Regions from separate parts of the Siniperca chuatsi genome. Here region 1 is linked to region 2. A link is a contact called in public Hi-C data. All regions are on one chromosome and are shown on one strand. Each heading gives the region's core, a stretch centred on a gene start, on an enhancer-like site or on the middle of the called end of the contact. The rest is flanking DNA. Distances are from core to core; before and after follow the strand shown. Region 1 holds the start of utrn (utrophin). Region 2 overlaps utrn (utrophin).

What was found. Hi-C and Micro-C count contacts between places; a contact is called where the count stands out from the background.
Region 1: a contact with region 2 is called in a Hi-C map of liver, with 4 times the contacts expected there. The contact joins the promoter of utrn here to the enhancer-like site in region 2. A contact is called at or near these places in 3 of 3 Hi-C or Micro-C datasets (liver, skeletal muscle and an unstated tissue).

What each region holds. Positions count from the first base shown.
Region 1 is chrLG16:16,807,917-16,812,038 of ASM2008510v1, forward strand. It overlaps utrn (utrophin), which reads right to left and starts at 1,711. Exons shown (of 79, transcript XM_044169405.1): 1 at 1,275-1,711. It overlaps LOC122863183 (syntaxin-11-like), which reads right to left. Exons shown (of 3, transcript XM_044169406.1): 3 at 3,232-3,965.
Region 2 is chrLG16:16,772,644-16,776,673 of ASM2008510v1, forward strand. It overlaps utrn (utrophin), which reads right to left. Exons shown (of 79, transcript XM_044169405.1): 11 at 3,254-3,435; 12 at 2,409-2,559; 13 at 2,031-2,150; 14 at 1,791-1,892; 15 at 1,148-1,255; 16 at 819-998; 17 at 1-109. Among protein-coding and RNA genes, the nearest start is that of utrn, 35 kb to the right of the region's middle. Within about 2 kb of position 2,293, the one cell type or tissue checked has an H3K27ac peak away from gene starts, as active enhancers do. A contact at or near this core is called in liver, where this site is marked.

The DNA.
Region 1 (4,122 bases), core at 461-2,960, 35 kb after region 2:
ATTATAATTATGTTGAGTTGGTTTTCATTTAGTTGCTTGCTGCTGGCAAACAAGTTAATCTGAGACCCTGACAACGATTTCAGAGGTATCTGACAGAGCACGACTGCATGCAGTGGGTAAGGTTTATCATCATACAACCAAGTGATGCTTTTCATAGGATCAGTAGTTTTTCAGCAGCTAACTCTAGACTATGAGTCCCTGTAAGTGATGAGAGTCTCCTCTAGGGGGGTTAATGAAATGTTATATTACACTGAACTTTTAATGTCTTGTCATGTGCTAATATTTGCAAATGGCACTGTGTTTTGCATTTGTAGTTTTTCAGTTTCACAAAGGATGCTGTGATGTGTGCTCAACTTTGAGTAGCTCCAAAAATGTAACACCATCTGTCACAATCTCCAAAATGTTCAACTTGACCTAGTGAATAGGTCAGTTGGTGCTTCATCTTTGCAGGTTATTTATCTGTGCCTTGTTGTAGCTTTCAAGACCAGCTTTTTAGTTTAGGGTTAATGTTTGTGGTCTGTTTTAATTCAGGGCATCCCTTCATTAAACACTCATCCATGTTCACTCCCAAAATAGCTTGCTTTTACCATGAAAGGAGTTTATGTGCAGTTTTATAGAGCAGTGCTTGGTGAGTTGCAGTTCTTGAGGGATGATGCAAGACCCAAAAATAACAACTGTAAACACAAGAAAAAGACAGCCCTATCTATCTTGCTTATGTCTTTACAATTTCGGTTCCTCTCACTGTGAGAGGAGTAGTTTTGACAACAGAAGGGATACAATCAACTAGTTTAATCTGAACTCTAAATTTCAACAGGCATAAGTGTGGTCCAGGACTTTCTGGATGATTTGAACAAGAGCAGAGTGTCAATGCCCAATAAAATTTAAAGTACTCCTATATTGTTTTAATCTGACGAGATTACCGCCTTGCTGGTGAGAAAAAACACAATTATACTGCTACAAAAGACATAAAGAGACTTTTAAACTGTAAATATATGGTGGCCTTGAAGTAGTTAATGTTTTATCTCTTAGGTATGACTGCGGTGTTTAGAGCTTGCTGGCTTTTCATCAAACAATTTCAAAACGGATTGCAATGTACACCAACAGCGAGCTACATACAAGACTTCAGGTTAAGTAAAAACAGTGACTGTTTGGTGTCTTAATTATGTCTTATTTATTTCAACAGTTACTTTACACCCAACGTCTGACTTTGAATTTCACAGTTACCGTTGTTAACGTTACAGGTCCGAGGCATTTCATAGATCCAAATCACTCACCTCTGCTGTCACCAAGGAGTCAGGAGACGTGCTCCCTCAAAACAAGTCCAAAACGTGTAGAGTATGGATTATCAAATGCAGTCAAATGTATTGAAAAGTTGAGTAAAGTTTTTTAAAAAGTACATCAATCCAATTAATTTAAGGCATTTTCTACGAGGAACGAGGCACTCTTCTTAACTAACTAGCTAACTAAGGAAAACCCTCGTCAAGCGCATCCAGTCTCCACAATGTGCCAAAAAAAAGACCTTTAAGAGACGCCTTTTTGCAACGCAAAGCAAAGCACAACTACCGCAGTCTTGAAAACACACGGCAGGCTGTCTCTTGGAAACGGAGAGATGGTTATTACATTTCTTGGGTGAACGCCGCAATAGTGTGGACTCGGGTCCCACAACTTTGTTCCTGTTGCTTACTTGACTCTTTCTCTGTGCTGCTTTAACCGATGTTAAACTCAACAGAGTTAGCTAAACATAACGGAAATGCGAGAATAGATCCTTCAAAGTAAAAGGGTTTAAAGACGGCGCAATCATGGCAATCACTGGGAAATCATAACATACCAACTGCCAATTGCAGTAGCTCCCGTTGCCTTTACTGATAAAAGAGCAACTTTGGAATAATTTATCATCTTGGTAATGTAATGATTGGTTTACATTAGGGTTTCCAATTTAAGCAAGTACTCTGCCACACCACATATTACATTTATGAATTTTATGAATCACTTTTAATATATGAATAATGAGTGGAAGATCAGTAAAATTGACATTTGCTAATGATTCCCGCTTCAGTCATCATTTTGGGAAGCTACTCATAAATATCGCCTCCATCGAATTTATTTTGAAGGTTTTGACCGGAATCACAGTGTTCACTCTGGGTGACTTGACGGTGGTCTTGAGCTTTTCCCTCTGGCTGTAAAAGTTTTCCTGACGCGGAGATGGAAACATGGCGCGGTGGGCGTCACGTGACACCAACGGCACCGGTGACTCCCACCATAAAACACAAAGCTGTGCAAGAAACTTTAATTGTGGAAAAATAACTGGAATGTTTATTAGGCCAAGGGTCTTCGAAACTTTTCCACGTAAATGCACCATAAATTGACAATTTACACAAAGCCATTTCATCCTTTTATTTGTTTGATTGTAATAAATGTGTAATGCAACATTATTTTATTCAATAGTGTTGAAAACTGTTACAGTGGTGAAAATAAGTATTCACATCCTTTACTCAAGTAAAAGTAGAAATATCACAGTAAATAAAATAAAAGGTCTTCATAACGAGTAAAAGTCCTACATCAGAAATCTTACTTAAGTACACAGGTATTGTCAGTAAAATGTAGTTAAAGCATCAAACATGTACTATATCAGTATTTTTTTATATTTATTATTGGATTGTTACTAATGTATTAACATGTAAGCAGCATTCAAATGCTGTGGTAGGTCAAGGTAGAGTTCATTTGAACTACTTTATATACTGTTGGGTAGTTTATTCTATAACAATTCATGATTTTATTGACTGATCAAGTGTTTTTATTTAAATTATTATTCTGCAAAGTAACTAGTAAGTATTGTCAGATAAATGTAAACATAGTCTACAATATTTCCATATAAAATGTGGTGAACTAGAAGTATAAGGTGGCAAGAAATGGAAATACTGAAGTATAAGTACCTCAAAAGTGTATGGGACAGTTCTTGAGTAAATATACTTAGTTGCATTCCACTACTGACTATTTATCATTTTGTTGCCCCCCCCCCCTGCCCGTAACAAACTCCCGGAAATTGTTGGACAAATCTGGGGAACCTCAAGATAGGTTCAGTATATAATGTATTCTAGTTTAATCTAAAATCTAGTCAATTCACTTTTCTTTTAGTACTCTGAAAACCAGTCATGGATAATAAATAATTGCTATAAATCCCCTCTATTTCATTTCCATTATTTTAGAATTAATGTATCCAAAACATAAAAATTTCATTCAATAATAAACTTTATTTATATAGCACCCTGCATACTGCAAACAAAAACACAAAAGAGCAGACCATTTGACAGTTTAACTGTGAAAATACATTTAAAAAGGAGGTAAGTACAATGTAAAAAATAACAGCAACAATTTAAATTACCATGGTAATAATAATAACAGCAATAATCACAACCACAAACCCTTCCACCACCTCTTGTGTCAGGTTTTTCATTTTATTATTCTGAGTGATGTGTTGGCCTGAAAAGCAACAACTTTTCCAGTACCTGAGGCGACTGAATAATAGATTAAGCCCCATTGGAAAGAGTCTCTGAGGCTTTGGGGATGTAGAGATGTTGATCTTCCATTGTAAACCCTCATTCTTCTCCCTCCCTCTTCTCAGTTGTCAGGGCCCTTTTGTGGCTGCTTCCTCACACAGCTCAAAGAAGCAGCTCAATTTCACAAATTAGTGCTCGCTTAGGCCTCAATCACCTATCAAGTGACAGCATATTTATTTGGTAGTGAGTATAAAGGGAGCAAGGAGACAGGTAGGAATGTCCTAGTGTACACATGTTTACATTCATGTGTTTGTGAACACTGCAGTGCAAAAGACCTATAGAGAACGTCTTGGACCCATGTGCAACAAACTTGTGAATACTACTTTAGAAGAGTTACAGCTATTTTCAGTGAAGTGTTTCCTGTGGCAGATGCAGATGACTGGGTATCCATGAGTCCAAGGCATCGCCCTTGAAGTGAAATTATAGGGATGAGAATGTGTAGGCCTTCAGTCTGCATGTGTTAGACTCCAGCACAGAGACTACAAGAAGGGCTTAGAGTGCCCTCTTCTGCCCCAATGGTGCAAATACTCCTAAAAGATAGGCCCAGATCACACTTACCTGGAGT
Region 2 (4,030 bases), core at 1,043-3,542:
GGGCCAACTCCTGGTCAGCAATCGAAGCAGACGTGGCTACAGCAACTGTATCCACGACAACCTGCTCTTCCACCTGAGTCATCCCAGCGTCCGCCACAGCTTCCATTACCTTAGCAGTGAGTTAGTGCATCAGTGAGAATGGGACATAATCAACCACACTCACCAAGTCACAACCAAACAAGTTGCGACCAAGGCATTTTCATTTAAAACTACAGATAAAAATATAGTTGTTTGTACCCTACTAGCCTTCATACACATTAACATTGCAGTGTGACATTAAAATTATCCCATACACTTCACTGTCATTTTAAACAGAAATTGCATTTTGCACTCAAAATCAAAGATTTTACATCCAAAACACTGGTTTTTGTAATTTATTATTCATGTCACGTAACCTAACTTAAATTACTGCTTTGGATATAATAGAGAGGCAGGATGATTTTTATGTTATCATTTTCCCCATGTCTTCAATGAACCTCCTTCCCTTTTTGTCCTTCATCGCAAGATCCAGTCATCCGGCTGGTGCAGCAGTCTTTCTTTACAAAGTAGGTTGAGCTATTTTTTGTAAGTAACTATAGTTGAAGTATCTTTTTCAGGGGAGCTTTTTGTACTTTATCTTCTTCCAAGGTGTTCCAAGTACAGTGGTCAGCTGGAAAGGTAAACTTTTAAAAAGGGCTTCCCCAACACTGACCACTGCATGTTTAACTGTAGCACCTGCTGGATTTTTCTGGCTAAGCAGCCATGTGCTTTTTGCCACAGCAACGTCTCAAGACAAAGTTGCATGCAAAGAATGGGCAAAAACACACACACACACACACCTGGAAGGAGCAATCCTCCAGCTTCTGCACCAGGTTGTCCCATCTATGTGCCAGCTCCTCTGTGTCTGCCTCAATCTTGGCTCCCGCCTCGGGGCTCCGCAGTAGCGATATCACATCCTGTCCTGCATCAGACAGCTGGTCGAGAGTCCTCCTCTTCTTTTCCATGTCTTCTTTTAAAATCTAAAGGATTGAATGACAACAAAAAAAAAATCAAAGGCTACACTAAAGATGGAAGCCTCATTAGAAAAGTTCACAAATTAAAGTTAGTTAGATGTTAAAGTATCTGCTGTGACAGCATGCCAACTACAAAGACTTGGCAGACTACTTACTGCTAATCGGCGCACATTAGTATTCATTTCACTTGGGTCCTTAAAGTTGCTGGTCTGTACTTCACTCAAGGCCTCCTCTTTTTCTGCCAACCACTCTCTAAACAAACTCTACAGAAAAAAAGCATAAATTTAAATTACTTAGCAAACAATACAAACAGAGTCTTGATGTGAGCCTCGTTAACATGTGTAAAACGTTTTGAGTTCTGATTTCAGCAACCAGGTCAATACCTAAATTCAAAGTCAGACACATTTCCAACTCAAACAACAGTGTGTTCTGGGTTACATGAGAATTGCAGGATGAAGAACATAAAGTTTTGATGTAAAAGTTTCTGTTAAATTAAAAATAATGGATCTGAGAGACTGAAAGATTCACTGTGAACTGAAGGATTTAAGTTAACTTCACGGAGTGAAGGACTGAGCACTAAACAATGGCATTCACTTGCAAAACTGAGCTGTTTTGAAGATTTAAATGACACTGAGGTTTTTTGGTCATCTCAATATAGCTCAATGGATGAGGAATAGATGAGGAGAAAGTGTTCAAGTGGTCCATTATAATTGATTATTTAATTAGAAGAAGGGAAGGAAGACAGTGCACATGTATGGTCCTGTATGTGTAAGGGGGAGAGCATGCTAAATGTCCTACCTGGTCCGATAGAAGCTGTTGCCACACCATGAAGACTTCCTGCAGCTTGTGCCACCTCTCCTCAGTCCAGCGACACACAGCCGCCCAGCGCTCACCCAAAGACTTGAATGCAGGATAAAGACAAACATTAATACAAACATGGATGATCTCAGAAACAGAATGTAAAGCAGAGTTATTGCATGAACTGGCCACGGATATTAGCTAAACAAATTCACAAAGACTATCAGGCTGACAACTTACTTGTAGTTGGTCCTCCAAGGCAGCGGTGGCACTCTCACCGCTGTTCTCATCTACCACGACGACCATGTGTGTTAGAGAATTGACCTTCACCTGTTCCGCCTCCAGGTCATTCTGAAGCTCCTGAATGGAAACGCAAATAGTGAATTCAGCACGATCACATATTACCCATTAACAGAGCTGGCAGAGGAACTGCTCAGCTTTATGGTGACACCATGGAGAGGAAAGTGCATGAAAAGACAGGATCAAACATGTAACAGAGCGATCACAAGACTTGATGATCAAGATTTTTTTAATATTGTACTTGATCCTGTCCACGGTAAATCAATTACCCGCTCTTCATTGACTAGATTCATTGCGAGATAAAACATTTGAATTTACTTTGTGCTGCTCTATCTGTTCTTTGTAGATCTCCACGTCTTTAGCTGCAGTTTCTGTCTCTATCTTTCTGATTCGCTCCTCTGTCTGCGTCAGCCAATCAGAAAGTTGCTGTAGCTGCTGCTGCTGAAGCTCCATCAGGACTTCATGGAGCCTAGAGAGAGAGAGAGACAGTGAGGTGAGCGTATAGAGGTAGAAAGGACATGAAAGCTATCAGTTTAATAAACCTTAAGGTGAAACTGCCTGTTCAGCTGGTTATTTAACTGCCTCACAGTAGCACAAACACTAGAATGAGCGACTCTCTATTCAGACTCCACGGACAATGAGTCATGGCACATGCAAGCACATATACTTTAAAATCAGGGTCAACAAATGCTCTGGCAGACATCATGAATACGATTTATGAACAACTGTGTTGATATATATATGTGTGTGTGTGTTTGTGTATGTGTGTATGTGTCTAAAGCATCATAAACCTTGATAACACAGATTGAGCATCAGACTTGTTAGGCCTTGGAGGGCTCAAGGCATATCAGGTGTCACCTTCACACAGCTTGTAGCCTTGTGCATTCTTCACAGGAAAAACTCATAAAGATCTGAGGTCAACAGTGACACTGAGAGAAAAATGACCTCCACTGGACAATTTGTGGCTCATGATGTGATGGCACTGCACACTACACTGTTACTAGTTTTAAGCCTTATTTGTCTTTTTAAAAAATTATCATTCCACTAGTTTCCGACATATAAACTAAAATCATCTGATATTTGCCATTCGCAAATAAACAACAGCAAAAGATACTGCAATACCTCTACAGAACTAAACCAGGTGTATATGTATGTGTATCTACCTGGCCTGGCGGTCCATGCTGGCCACTCGGAGGCTCTCCCAGCGGGAGTTGAGGAGGCTCATCTGCTCCCGGATTTCATCTTCTTCCTCCTCTGTCAGGTTGCCCTGGGCAATCAGTTGGTTACCCGCTTGGAGAACATTACCCACACTGCTCTGGTGCGCTGTCAGCTCCATCATAAAGGCCTTTTGGGGGAGGACGGGTAAACACTTATGATAAAAAATGTACTGCAAATCTCTGACTCTGAAACAGTTTCAATTTGAAATGTTGGTCTTCCAGACAAGCTGTAGGCTAGAAACAAAACAGCCCTGGAACAAATTACAGAATAATAAACTTAAAGAAAGATAGCCACTATCTCCATACAAATTATGTTCAATAAAGGAGACAGTGTATAGACACAAACCCTTAAATTATCCAGATTAAGTCTAAAATGGCAGCCTAACATTGTTTATATAATCTGAGGCTCCATGCTGGCCCTTGGCACTCTCATACTAACATCTGGATATGTTTCGATCCCTACCCTTAAACTTCATTTGGTACAACACTTAATAATGCCCTGCAGATGCATTGGGCATCACCTCTGCACTCTTGTATTCACGAGTGTTGCTGTAGCAACAGTCAGACTGAAACTTCACAAACTGAAGACCAGACTGTCAAGTAGCCAACTGAGGCCAATTGCAAAACAGAAGAGGAAGGAGAAAATGCTTCAAGGAGAAATACAAGAGCAGCTTTGAAGGAGTTTGGTTGCTTCTTAACTCTTTAGAAGAGCTGGGGGGTTTT